Regions from separate parts of the Astyanax mexicanus genome. Here region 2 is linked to region 1. A link is a contact called in public Hi-C data. All regions are on one chromosome and are shown on one strand. The core of a region is the stretch at or near the end of the contact, and the rest is flanking DNA. Distances in the headings are between cores, read along the strand shown.

What was found. Hi-C and Micro-C count contacts between places; a contact is called where the count stands out from the background.
Region 2: a Hi-C map of muscle shows a contact between it and region 1, with 19 times the contacts expected there. The contact joins the enhancer-like site here to the promoter of fam117bb in region 1. A contact is called at or near these places in 2 of 3 Hi-C or Micro-C datasets (both in muscle).

Annotation. Positions count from the first base shown.
Region 1 is chr11:35,645,035-35,647,758 of AstMex3_surface, reverse strand. It overlaps fam117bb (family with sequence similarity 117 member Bb), which reads right to left and starts at 1,414. Exons shown (of 8, transcript XM_007261061.4): 1 at 293-1,414. The coding sequence starts at 1,061.
Region 2 is chr11:35,690,156-35,692,879 of AstMex3_surface, reverse strand. The region is part of intron 4 of fam117bb (family with sequence similarity 117 member Bb); the gene reads right to left. Among protein-coding and RNA genes, the nearest start is that of carf, 22 kb to the left of the region's middle. Within about 2 kb of position 1,364, the one cell type or tissue checked has an H3K27ac peak away from gene starts, as active enhancers do.

The DNA of each region.
Region 1 (2,724 bases), core at 165-2,664:
CCTATCTGCTAGGATGCTGCATATTTGCTGCATATGGTCAGCTATGGGTGTGTATAATATATAAAACTATAGCAACAAACAGGACAGCTTCTGTATGTCTGTAGCTTCAAGTCGAGCATTATTATTATGATGATTTAATATCAAATGGATGTATGTTTTATGTGCAATATATAAACCATGTTTTTAGTTTGTTTTACAAAGAAATCAGTATGAATGAATGAAGTGAACCCCACATTAACTTTTTGATTTTATTTTATATAAACCCATCAGTTGTGGGACAGGTGCAGGTTACCTTTGCAGACAGGCGAGCTGGGGCTTATTCTCTCCGGGGACAGTCTGTCATTGTCCGGGGAGCAGCACTGAGGGGGTGCCGGAGCTTTACCCCTGTGACCACAAGACGAAAAGGAGGATGATGATGAGGAGGAAGATGAAGAGGAGGTCGGTGGGGTCAGCACCACAGTGTCCGTGAAGCAGCTAGACTGCTGCAGCTGTGAGGAGGAGGAGGTGTGGGTAGAGAGTCCGAGAGCAGCGCCAGCGGGGCCGGCAGGGCTACCAGCGCTGGACAGAAGTGAGGCCGCCTGAGACTGGGAGGATCTCGCGCTACCTGCGGCAGCAGGTGGGGCAGTGGACGCGGCCACGTATGAAGCGAGAGTAGGGCTACTTCTGAGTGTTGACGAAGAGGAGGAGGAAGAGCAGGAGGAGGAAGAAGAGGAGCAGGACGGGCTCAGAGCTGCAGAGGCTGCGACTCTTGTGGGGCTCCGGTTAGCAGAGCAGCGGGATCCAGCAGAGTCGCAGCCGCCGCCGAGGCACTTCAAGCCGGCGCCGCTTCCCGCAGCAGCCGCCGCGGCCGACAGCACCGTCCTGGCCGCCAGAGGGAGCTGCTGGGGCTGTAACTGTTGCTGCGGCTGTGGCTTGAGCTGGAACGGGACGGTGGCTTTCATGGGCAGCAGGCGAGTCAGCAGACTGACCCCGGCGCTGATCCCCGAAGCTCCGGCCGCCGCTCCGCCGCTCACCCCGCAGCTCGACGTCGGCGAGCCGTTTTTACGAAGCCGCTGCGACATGACGACGATGCGGCCCGACCCAAACTTTGGGCTAAACTATCAAAATGGGAGCCAGAAAGAGGAGATAAAGGAGAGTATAAACACACGCCGGGGGGTTTGCGTGAGTTTTCAGTGTGTGTGGGGGAAGAGGGGTCCTCGGCTGGTCACTCCATACGGCCCGGCTCAGACTGCGTGGCCGCTCCGCTCCGCCGCCCGAACCGCTTTTACCAGCTGAAAAGTGAACGGCTGAAAAATTCAGAGCCACGCACCGAGAAGTGCTGCCAGAGCTCCGCCCCTCCGCCACTGATAGGACAGCGTGGGAGCCACGGGAACTTCTTATTGGCTGAGGAGTGGATCCTTTTAATTCCTTAAAGTTATTTATTTATTCCTTTATTTAAAAATGGACTGTAATTAAATATACAGCTCTGTAAAAAATAAGTTTCTTAAAACTTATAAAATTTAGTTTCTTTGATTTTACCAAATTGAAAAAACTCTGGAATATAATCAAGAGGAAGATGGATGATCACAAGACATCAAACCAAGCAGAACTGCTTGAATTTTTGCACCACGAGTATCATAAAGTTATCCAAAAGCAGTGTGTAAGACTGGTGGAGGAGAACATGCCAAGATGCACGAAAACTGTGATAAATACCAGGGTTATTCCACCAAATATTGATTATGAATATGAACTTGTTTTCTGTGCATTATTTGAGGTCTGAAAGCTCTCATATTTGTTGTTAATTTAGCCATTTCTCATTTTTTGCAAATAAATGCTCTAAATGACAATATTCTATTGGGAATTTTATTTAAAACTGATTCAGAAACTGAAGTGGTCTCTTATTTTTTTCCAGAGCTGTATTACGTTAAAATATGTACAGATATGTAATATATACATCTATTAAAAATGTATGGATTACATTATGTAACGTTAAATTAAATAATAGTGTGTAAATGCTGTATTTTTATAGTTATTTATATTTAAGAAAAAATAAACGAGCAGCAGCATAGTCCACTAGTCATCAGGATCTGTATCTGAGTGTATGAGCTGCATGGAGTATCGAGATGTTGGACGTGGCGAAACATAACCAGAGAAAACCAAAATAAAAAAATAAATGACTTCCTTAAGATGAGTGCGACTGCGTGTGAAGATGAGGCAGGTTATGATTATGGTAGTTATGATTATGATTATGGTTGTGGTTTTGGTGTGTGTGTGTTTTTTTTTAGAGGAGATCATTTCTCCTCTCTTGGAAATGTGAAAACAGTAAAACAGTGGAAAGGCTTTGTTGTGGTCAGCACGTGCTCCTCGAATCTAGACTGTGCTTTTAACACCCTCGTGTGGTCGCTTACCAATCTGAACACTTGAAGTCATGCAGTTTCATAGTATTACAGTTTTATTAAAGTATTAAAACAATTTATCTGGGCTACAGTGCAATTTGTTTGTACAAATAAATAAACAAATAAATAAATATACCAGGAGGGCTCAGATGCAGGTAAATAACTGTATAAATATATAAATTCAAGCTTATAGCTTACTGTACCAAGTCATCAGTGTATGGTAACTAAACCCCCTGAATTTAGCTGACTCCACCCTTAGCTCAAATTTGAAAAATGCCAAAAAAATGGGAGAGGTAGTTTGGGCGGGGCACTGGGTGATGTATGGGTTTAGGGGTGGCGCAGGAGGGAA
Region 2 (2,724 bases), core at 115-2,614, 45 kb before region 1:
TCTGTTATTGGTCTGAGTCAACATACGGTTGCAGCAACATGTAACTGGTAACCAGTAAATATTCGCCTGTCTCCAGGCTCTCTCTCTCTCTCTCTCTCTCTCTCTCTCGTGGCTTTGTGAGAGGTTTACTGGCAGTGAGTAAGTGGCCTTTCTTTCCTGGTTACTACAACCTGCCTTTAAAAGAGGAGGTCAGACAGAAGAATCCCTTTCTGTCCTTCACTGCCTCAGATAGCTGCCATGGACACATTTCACACTCGGCCTTATTTGACCACTGCAGCGTTTATAAAAGCGGAAGATTCACGAGGCCGTGGCTATTGACCAGCGCTGCACTGAAAGGTCTGCAGACTGCCTCAAAAAAAAAAAAAAAAAAACACACACACACACACAAAGGAATGACCACACACACTCTCTTACACACACACTCTCTCTCTCTCTCTTCCTCTCTGTGTTTCTAGAGACCAGAAACACGTTCATGAGTTCGACTACATAAAAAAACGTGCACGCATTCCCAGGACACCTTCTGAACTAATTTCAAGTCAGTTTCCTCTGTTGTGGTTCAGCGTCTGAATAAAATGCTGAAACAAATCAGCACCCATCAAATGACCGTCTCTCCCCCGTGAACAGAGCGGTCCAAGAAAAGCACATGTGAAACCACAGGCTGACCACAGAAGGGGGCACCACTCTGAAATCTGATCAAACTGGAGCGGAACAGAGCAGAACGCTTCATCATTTCCCCTCAGCAGGCCAAGAACAGCATGAGGATGGCCTGCCTGGTGGTGCCTTCTCATTTCATACACTAGTGGGCGCCGGGGAGACGGAAATCATTACTGCTCTGCAAACTCTTGAATCACACACACACTTAGGTGGCAGTGAAGTCTAAGACTAGGCCGCAATGGTCAATCATTGATTTTCTGATAGAGCAGCTGAAAGGAAGAGTAACATAGGGCTTATTAAAGAGAGAGAGAGAGAGAGAGAGAGAGAGTGTGTGTGTGTGTGTGTGTCAAATACAATGCAGCTCAAAGTCTCAAAAAAAAAAGAAAGGTAAAAAGTGTGGGCCTTTAACAAGCCTGAATGAGAACACACAGCTAGAGCTGTTTGTGTTTTAATACAGAGAAATACACACACACACACACACACACACACACACACACACACACACACACACACACACATACACCTACCACAGACCAGACTGGCAGGCTAGCTAGTTAGCTAACAGTGCAGTTTGAGGCTAACTGAGCCTGACAAACACACACACACACACACACACTCACTCATAGCAGGGCCATTCACACAACCACATGCTCTCTTCACTCCCCCAGAGTTCAAGGAGAGGCTGCTGGATCACCAATAAAGCCCCGGCCACGCAACTTTTATACTTTCATTCTTTTCTCTCCCTCTTTCGCGCCGCACTCCTTTCACCTCCTGAAAGAATGCCATTTTCTTGACTGACACTTCATCTTTAGCGGCTCTCAGAGGATATAATGGGGCAAGCACCACCTTCTACAATCACCCTACCCCCACCACGAGTAAAAACAGCCCCACACACACACACACACACACTCCGCTCGCAGGGGTCACGCTGTGTATTCTTTCAGGCTGTGTCTCTACATCAGTTTGTCTTAACAACTCTTCCCATAGGAAACACAGGAAGGTGGGGTGGCATATGATTGGACTGTATGGAATTGCATCCCAACTGATCCGGTGTGATCCGGTCCATTGTGCCGCATACGATTGAGTGAAGTACGCTAGTATATATGTAGTGCTGAAGTATGTTGAGTTCTTCTTGTCTATTAACATATAAAAGAGTCCAACATCCAAAAAGAGTAAGGGTAGGTAAAATAGGAAAGAAGATATAATGATATTTAAACTTATTTACAATACACAATACCTATAACTATGTATTGACAGAATAAATGCATAAAAAGCGGCAGATTCTTGAAAATAAAATCTTTATACAGTCATTTTTATTCATAGATGCTACAAATTTTATCCAATTGAAGAGGACTAACTACTTGTTTTTGTAATGAAACATACATCTGGTCAGTTTTCTTTAAGGACTGATGATATTCACAACATGCTAAGGAGAATGCATCATGAATCACAATACCAAAACTAGGTGGTTGCTGTGGTGTTGGTGGATGGTTGATACGGTGTTGGTGAACAGTTGCTGTGGTGTTGCTAGGTGGTTGCTATGGTGTTACTAGGTGGTTGCAGTGGTGTTGGTAGATGGTCACTATGGTGTTGCTAGGTGGTTGCTGTGGTAATTATATGTAGTTGCTGTGGTGTTGCAAGTTGGATGTTATCGTGTTACTATGCGGTTGCTGTGGTGTTGCTAGGTGGTTGCTGTGGTATTGCTGGGTGGTTGCTGTGGTATTGCTGGGTGGTTGCTATGGTGGTGTTATGTGGTTGCTGTGGTATTGCTAGGTGGTTGCTGTGGGGAGGGAAATTTCCCCCTTTTCAGGTGTAAATCCCCACGTTAAGGTGGGATCCCCCCTCAAAAGGGGCCATAAAACGCTTGTTTTACGTACTACGTATTGCTTCAAAAAAGGGCACAAACAGAGTAATTTAGAATAGTTCCTACGAGCCTGCAAAATTTTGCATTTCCACATCGAAAGCTGTGAGAAAAGGGCTTTACAAAAAAGGCAAAAAGAATAATAATAAGAAGAAGATTACAAATAACAGCAAGTTAGCTTTTCCAAGCAAACTTAATTAATCACAGTA